Linked DNA regions of Mus musculus: region 1 is linked to region 2. The links are chromatin contacts, called in public Hi-C maps. All regions are on one chromosome and are shown on one strand. The core of a region is the stretch at or near the end of the contact, and the rest is flanking DNA. Distances in the headings are between cores, read along the strand shown. Region 1 overlaps Frmd4a (FERM domain containing 4A). Region 2 holds the start of Frmd4a (FERM domain containing 4A).

What was found. A called contact is a pair of places that touch in the nucleus more often than the background predicts.
Region 1: a contact with region 2 is called in a Hi-C map of cerebral cortex, with 4 times the contacts expected there. The contact joins the enhancer-like site here to the promoter of Frmd4a in region 2. A contact is called at or near these places in 3 of 484 Hi-C or Micro-C datasets (cerebral cortex, nephron progenitors and uterus) and 1 of 9 other capture datasets (pancreatic islet).

Annotation. Positions count from the first base shown.
Region 1 is chr2:4,251,706-4,256,383 of GRCm38.p6, forward strand. All of the region lies in intron 1 of Frmd4a (FERM domain containing 4A), which reads left to right. It overlaps Gm39752 (a long non-coding RNA gene), which reads left to right. Exons shown (of 2, transcript XR_865942.2): 2 at 1-4,678. Among named protein-coding and RNA genes, the nearest start is that of Gm39752, 6.6 kb to the left of the region's middle. RefSeq lists an enhancer at 314-2,232. Within about 2 kb of position 1,351, at least 90 of the 459 cell types and tissues checked have an H3K27ac peak or open chromatin away from gene starts, as enhancers often do. A contact at or near this core is called in cerebral cortex and uterus, where this site is marked.
Region 2 is chr2:4,151,497-4,155,524 of GRCm38.p6, forward strand. It overlaps Frmd4a (FERM domain containing 4A), which reads left to right and starts at 1,367. Exons shown (of 23, transcript NM_172475.3): 1 at 1,367-1,614. The coding sequence starts at 1,582.

The DNA.
Region 1 (4,678 bases), core at 101-2,600, 100 kb after region 2:
ACACTCACATATACACCTTCTTCTGGCGATGTTAGCAAGGGAAACTGGGAGCTAGGACTATGGTCACCACTAAGCCATTATATGGGTAAGAAAGCATTACAACTCCCTCTTTTTATTTATTCAGACCTTGGTTCTGTGCCAGCGGACATCCAGAGGAGCAAAGTACATTTCTGTCTTCTTTCATGACATACTGCTTCTTTGTTTCATAAAGTTAAGCACGGTTAGGCCATGCTTATGTATGCTTATGTATGTATGCTTGTTTATGGAGCTTTTTGAATGTTGGTATGTATTTACATATTTGTGGTGGAGTGCATATGTGTCCGTGGAGTGCATGTGCAAGTGTGTGCAAGAAGTCAGATGTCAGCCTTTAGTGTTGTTCCTCTGGTACCCTCCACCTTGGCTAACCCAAAGCTTGCTAATTTGACTACAATGGCTGACCAGGAAACCCAGAGACTCACCTCTCTCCACCACCTGAGGGCTGTGATTACAAGCACATACCATAATAACAGGATTTTTTAAAAGAAGGTGGCTTCTGAGGGTTCAGCACAGGTCCCCATGCTTATGCTACAAGAACTGTATTGGCTGGGCCATTTCCCAGATACTATTTAGCATTTGATTGTGGTCATTTCTTCAGGACGTTTTCCTACTTAAGTTGGAGGACTCAAGTGGCTCCCTACCTATCTTGGTCTTGGAAATCTCATTTAAAAAGTGCCAACGCCTATATGACGGCCTCCACCCTGAAAGTCTCACAGCTGGAGGAAAGGCAACCACTGTCCAACAAGACACAGCGACAGGTTTAAAGAAGCACAGCTCCCAGGAGTCCCCTGACTGGGTGGAAGTGGCATTCCCTCTCCTGCAAGTTAGGCAGCATGGATGAAATGTTTATAAGCAACATAGTAGTCCCCATATGCGTGGGAGCATTGATAGGAGCTAGTCCAACTACTGCAGCCTTGTATTCTTAACTTGCCTCTGCCAGCAATGCAACAAATGAACTATCTCCTCCATGCTCAAAATAGACACGGTTTTCTGAGGCCCAAAGTTCACCAGCTGGTCCCAATAAAGTGCCTTTAAAATTCCTGCAAGAAGATTATGCTTTGTGATTGTGCAAGAATATATATTGTCCCAAGCCTGTTCAGATGACCATAGCAATGTAAGGTGGAGGGACTTGTGATAGTGTTTGCATGACTTGTGATAGGGTTTTACAAGGAGAAATATTTCAGACGCTACAGGAAGTGACCATAACAACAAGTCATTTAAACAGCTCCATGAAGGGAGAGTGGAGCTGGGGACACGCATTCTTTCAGCGAGGCTGTAGCTAGGGAAAACGCCAATATAAAAACAACCTATTTTTAGGGGCTCAATATCTCTTCTGTAAATGCTTGTGAGTCATATTTTACAAGGGCAACACACTCAGCCACTGTTGTACCCCAGCTCCCAGCCACCTTAGGAGAAACAAAGAGGATTCCGTCAGTGAGCGCTTCCTGGCAAAATTGCTTGTGAGCTTTTGATTGCAAAATCATTATGTTTGGCACTGAGTTAAGTAGCAGGAAGAACCTGACTTGATTTTTCAAATCCCTCGGCTGATACAATGCTGCTCTTAAGCTTTTAAACTGCTCAGTTAGGCTCAAAAGTCTCAGGGAAGCTGTAAAATGTCTATTTTAGATTCTTAGTTTTTAGTGTGCTTCCCAAGCCCCGGCAGGATTTTAATGGCATATCTGTAACAGGAGACCCCCACGCTCATATCTGGGCCGTGGTGTCTTCTCTGCTGAGGCCAATAGATAATCCTCAGGGGTTAGAATACATAGTCTGGAGAACACATGCCAGCTGGGAGTCTGTGAAACCCCCAGGCGAGCCTGTGTGATGGGATACTATGCAGATGGCAGAGAACTCTGACCCATGTTCAGCTGAACCCTGGTGGCTTCCCAAAGAACTGCAGGGAGGGCCTTTAAATGACACTATGTGCTTCAAGTATAGGACATAGGATCTTTGTTTTAGTTGACATTGTTTTATTATTATCTTTCTCTTAAACTGGTAAACACAATAACGGGCCTTACATAAGCTCTGCATACATTGCTTTTTATTGCTTCTCGTCCCTTCTCCCTTCTTTGGGACCCTGCCCACCCCTGCCCCTGCCCCTGCCCCTGCCCCTGCCCCTGCCCCTGCCCCTGCCCCTGCCCCTACCCCTGCCCCTGCCCCTGCCCCTGCCCCCACCCCCTACCAATTCTCCTTCCTTTTCCAAGTCTATAAATTCTGTTATATTTTTTCTTACCACCCCCTACCTCTAGCTAAAGACATCTGGTTCCTTTTCTAGTTCTCTCTCTCTCTCAAATGCAGGAGCCACATATGAAAAAAAATATGCAGTATTCATCATTTTAGATCTGAGATATTTCACTTAATATAGTAGTGCCCACTTCTACTCATTTTGCTGCAAATATTATAATGTCATTTTTTCTTTCACAGCTAAACAAAATTCCATTGTGTGTAGGTATCATAAGACTTTTTCTCCATTCATCTGTTGTTAGACATTCCTTTACTGTAATGCAATAGTGAGCAAGGCATGCTGGCTTATCTGTCGTAAAACATATAGGCCTCTGGGTGATACCCAGGAGCAGTACAGCTGGGCCACTTCGTGGTTATGTGTTTAGTGTTTTGAGACTTCTATTCTGATTTCCACAGTGATTTAACTATTTTGCAGCCCCACTAGTCGTAAGTCAGGGTTCTGCTTTCTGGACATCCTCACCAGATGTGGTCTTTTGCGGTGCCGTAGAAAGAACATTAGCATCATCACAGTTAAATTTAAATAAATAAACTTAAATTTGGGATATGTCCATTATACGCTCTGAGCCTTAATTTCCATATCTGTGAACTATCCAGAGATAATAAGATCAACCCAACATCATCACCAAGAGAAGGATGAGCATGGGAAACCTCTGCCTTCTACTGATGAGGTCAGCTTGAGCCCACAATCCTGCCAGGGCCTCACCAGTGGTGGGAACACAGACTAGAATCACAGCTCCAGACTCTTGCCTCGGTCTTGAAGTGCCAAAAAGTGACTTTCATCTATATCCAGTAGTTATTCAAGTACAACACATACTCACCATAGCACTCAGGAGACAGCCCAATGTGCTGTTATATCAAAATAATTAAAAGAACATATTTATTTTGAGGAATGGAAATATTCATTGACTGCATGATGCATCTCCCTTTCCTATGTATAAATCATACTGTCTGCTAGTGTTACTGTGAAAAATGCTGTCAGGGAAAGAGGAAATATGCATTTCTTCTCTTAATACAATGTCAGGGCTATATCAGCCACCTCGCTTCTGCAGGCTTCTTACTGCCTGCCTCAGGATGCAGCCTACATTGAGGAGTCACAGAATGGACTGAGTCTTAGATGATGAACTCAGTCAACCATCCCTGAGTCAACTACAGCTGAGCTCTGACTCTGGTCATGAGATGGTCATTTCCTCATTGTTTGACATTGGGCATTCTGAAGCCGACCTCTAAAAGCATGCAGATAGCATCCAATGACACTTGTGTAGGTGCACATGTTAGTTGCTGTTGTACAGCTGTGACAAAACACTTGTAGGAGAGACAATGGATTTTGCCTCAAGGGGTCAGAGCATTCAGTCCATGGTCCCTGGCTCCATGTTTTGAGGCCTCAACCTAACTGTGCTGTGAGTTTTCACTATGCCACATTGGACATCATAATAGTCTAGACCCTACCTACTTCATGGAGTTAGGTACTAAGTACGTTAATTCGTGCAAGTCACTTAGTGTCTTTCCCTAAGGGAAGAGTGTCATCAGTGTCAGCTACTGCTTAATCCAGGAGGGAGGTCATCACACTGGATAAAGGCATAGATTCTGCAGCCTATGCAGGCTAGGAATCCTCTCTACATGTACTACTGAGTAATCTCTAGTTGCTGCATAACCTACCATGTCTCTGACTCCTCAACTACAAAACAGAGGTAATAATAGTGGCATCTGGTTCCCAGAGCTAGAATTATTAAATTGATCAACACAGAAGAGTGTCTGGTATGGAATACATTAAAAAAAAAAAAAGATGGTCACTATCTTGTGTTATCCAAAAAATACCATCATTTGATTCTAGACAAGAGCCAGATTGAGCTAAAGTGGTACTCCTTAAGCCTGCATATCCTGCGACCCTTTAATCCAGTTCCTCATGCTGTGGTGACCCCCAACCATAAAGTTATTTTTGTTGCTACTTTATGACTGTGATTTTGTTACTGTTATGAATCATAATGTAAACACCTGTGTTTTGCGATGGTCTTCGGCAACCCCTGTGAAAGGGTTGTTCGACTCACAGGTTGAGAACCTCTGAACTAGAGGCTATGTTGAGGCTATGTTGAGGATGGAGAGCAATGAGGAGAAGTTCTTGGGAACTTCCATTCATAAACCACTCAGCTGAATATGCAGAACAGTCATGTCTTAGCCTGTTCCAGCTGCCATGAAAACCCACCACAGACTAGAGCTCTAGACACTGCAGAGTCTCAACTCAAGGTTCTTCATCACGCGACTCCACTTAGGCGTCTCACCTTAGCTTAATGAGGCTCAATGGCTTGTTTTGTGCTTCCATGGCCCTGCTTCGTGAGAGAGGAGAGAGAGAAAAGAGTGCCCAAGAGTTTCCCTCCTACAGAGCATGTCTGAGTTAGGGCTT
Region 2 (4,028 bases), core at 117-2,616:
TGGATTAATACATGGTTGAGGGTGTAGTGAAGGAAGACTGAGTAAGAAGGTCCACCTGCAGCTTCATCTTGGAGCTGTGTTGGGAGTCGGGTATAAGAGAAGCAGGTAAAAAGAGGGACAGGTCCCATTCCAGGGACAAGAGACAGATGGCGGTAGGTGTAAATGCCATAGGTCAGCTCACGTCTGCTGTGTGCATCAAATGTATGTATGAATATGCCCTCAAGCTCTTGCAAAGACATGGGTGTTCTTAGGTATGGTGACACACTCATTCATGGAGGGGCAGGTTTTGAATTCTTACCACACAGATAACCCTTCAAGCTGAAGGAAGTACATCTGTTCAGGTTCATTCCATTCCAGTTCATTCCATTACACTCCTCTTTGGTATGTTTCTTCCATTGTCTGCTTTTTCCAAGTTGCTGGCAATACTAAATGAGATACCTAGTTTTGGCAGTATAATACACACACACATACATATGCACAAACATACACACAAACACCACATGCACACAAAATCCCCCATTATGCCATAGACACCCATTTATACATATATACACAGACAGGCATGTACACATAATCTCCATTATGCCATACATACTATATACACACTACACTACACACACCATCCACACACGCTACACTTACACACAAGTCCTCATAACACACATACGCAAGGAACCCCCATTACAAATCAAACATACTATACATACATACTACCCACATTATGCACATACACATACACACACACAACTCCTTATAGCACATACCCACACATACATAGCTCCCAAATAACACACACACACACACACACACTGTTTAATGCTCAGCCTCTCTGGAATAGAATCCATACATTTGATTTTGAAAGTTTTCTGGAGAAGGTGTGTCCAAACATCTGATCAAACATCAAAAATTCCAGTTCCCTGTCCAGATGTTGTGTCTACACTGGGTTTAACAAATGGTTATTTTGAAATATGTAAGTGACACGATTTTTTTTTCTGCTTTCTGCATATGGACCAGAAAACCATCTGAATAATGGTGTCAACTGATTCCATTCAGGATCCCCCTTTCTAATGAAAGACGAATAGATGGATGGATCTACTCTCTCACTCCTGAGAGAGCACGCTGCCTAGTGAAGCCGAGAGGCTGGGAGCGCCAGGCAGCAGCAGTTCTGTTTGCCTCTTCTGTTTTGGGTGAGCTGCCCTGTAGTTTGTTCAGACCACTTTTCTTGGCTCAAATACAATACCTAAGACAGAGATCATTTGTCAAGTGAGCACGGTACACTGAGAGCTGTAGGCAGATTATGGAAAGAGAGAGGGAGGAGAGAGAGGGAGGAGAGAGCACCGGAGAGAAGAAAGAGGGGGAAGAGGGCGAGGAGTGGAGCAGACTTCTCCCCGTACATCCTTTCTCGGGCACCTCAGGCACCAAGAATTCAAGTTAGACTGCTCGCGGTGCAGAGGCGCCACCCGCGAGAGGGGAGCCACTGGAGGCTCCAGGCATGGCTCTTTTCATGTGGGATGCTTAAGGACTGCAACACAGACAGAGTAACTTGCAGAGAAGAGAAACTGGCATGAGGATTCCGCCAAAATGGAAGGGCTCCTATCTCCGATGAGAACCAAGGTAAGGGGGACTAAACCCTGGTTTCTTTGCGCGCTCCTTGGTGGTTTAGGGAAGGCTCACTGAAAAGGAAGATTATACTAGCTTTTGTCTCGTTTCGGAACTAGGCTGGCGAATGCAACTGGACCTCTCAAAGAATAGCTTTGCCTCCAAGGCAGAGCTACTACAATCAGTGAAAAGGGGAAGGGGGCGGGGGGCCATCTGTCAGCGTGGACAATGGGAATCTTAGTAAATGAGTTTGCCTCTCGGTTGATTAGACAGCCATATTTTAGCAGGATTTCCAATCATTCTTGCTTTGGGACCGGAGCTGCCCTCCAGCTGTTGGTGTGCTTGCAGGAAGTACGGATTTCTCTGGCTGCGCTGATGTTTCGCAGGATGAGTCCCGCTTTTAAGGCAAAGAGCATGCCCAGCTTTCACTGGAACATCCTCTGGGCTCCTCCTCCGGTTCAGAGCGGAGGATGGGGAAGCCTCTCTATTGAAAGTAGGTTAATGCATTCTGGAGAGCGTTTTGTTCTCAGAAAACTCGCCGACCTGAACAAGAGATTTCAGGGCAGCGCTAATCAAACACACCTTGAACTTGTTCCGGAAGCCTATAGAAAAAAGCTCCAGGAGACTGATCCCAACCTCGTGGACATTTTTCTCCTTGGTTGGAGTTTGCTTTTTACTTGAAAAGGACTGCCTTGTACATGGACTTTCCCAAGGAAAGCTCAGATGAAGAAAGGGCTACTGAATTCATGCATAACTTTGAACAGAGGCTGAAAGTTTTAAATAACGCTAGCAATATTATTTTTCTTAATTGATTAATTTTAAAATTTAGGAGGCAAATAGCTCTTTAAACATATAACAGTGGTGAAATCAATAGGATCAGGCTTTTATTTAACTCGTTTCTTTGATGTTCAGCTAGGGTTAAAAAACAAATAGAGCCTTTTGTCAAGGAAGTGGTCTTGGTTGTTTTCTTGTTGTTTTGTTTTTGTTTGTTGTTGTTATTGTTGTCTGCCCCTTCTAGTTAAGGGGCATGACTGTGACACTTTGAGACAACATTGGAATGTTGGGACATGCATGAAAGCACCACAGCATGTGGGGGTGGACATTCTGCTGGGTTCACCCGTCCTTTGATAATCACCCTTCATTAGAAGGACAGCCCCAGTGACAGTTGCTACAAAGCTTCTGATTCCAGCCCCTTGGCTGGCTAGCTGAGAGATCTCCTTGGAGACCTGTGTGGTGGCCTGTTGTTCTCTCCTCCCCAGGTGATGTCAGGTTGCTTGCAGGCAGTGTCTTCCAAATGTTCTTCTCTGGAGGTAGCAGGCAGAGAGCATACAGTTTTCACAGCTGCAGAGAAAATGGCAAATGCAGTTGGCTTCTCTCTCTTTATTGACAAGCTGAGATCCGAATGCTTGGTGGAATGGCTGTGGAATCTGTTCATTTGGCCAGCTCCTGAAATCACTGCTGCAGACAAACTGTACTCTCCTAGCGGTTCTTGCTGAGGCTGACTATGTCTAGCAATCTGAGCATATAACCCCATACAAGTCCAACTCGCACGGACTTCAAGGGGAGTTCCCTATGGAAATGAGATATACCCAGACACTCCACAAATCAAGCAATGGGCCCATTAAAATGGCATGCTAAAGTATCCAGGAGAAATGGACATCTGTGGGTCAGATTGCGCATGTACTATGTTTACTGGCTGAGTTCTCATCATGGTTGGTTCTTTGACCATCACGTCATCTAGTACACATTGAGATTAGAGGCTCAGGTCCTTCCAAAGTTCAAACCTGATATTACTACACACCAAATGGACTCTGGTTCTGACCCTTCCGTTGCCAGGTTACAAGGGATTTGCCCCTGTGCTTGAATTGCTTCTGTGATTTCCTTTTTAATCTCTTTTATTTCTGACTCTGGAAATTGATATCTCCCTATTTGAAATTTCAGCGTACATTTGAATTTGGTAACCTACAATAAGTCCTGCCAGCTCAGGGAATGAGACCTGACTGCATAAGGATCAAGAACAAAATCCCACTCCTGAGCCTCATCTTCAGTCTCTGAATTGCTGAGTTGTGTGTTGTTGAAATGAGCCAGCGATTTTAATTTGCCAGAGTCTGACAATACTGGTGATCTCTTGCCTTTCTTAAACTTTGATCACACTATGCCCTATTAAGTCTACTCTGGAATGTTTTTTCATGTTGATGAGGATTTAGCTCGAAATGTCTGATTTCCTAGTATCATGGTTGGGCAGACAAAGGACACTTCCTTCAGCAAAATTTTGGTGTGTTATGGTTACTTAATAACTAACTGACAATTTAAAGCAAGTGTTGAGATAAACTGGACATCATGCAGTAATTTCATTGTGCCATGTAATAGACTTAACCAGTCTAAATCATAGGTGCTTAATGCATTTTCATCTTGGGATTTGCATAATT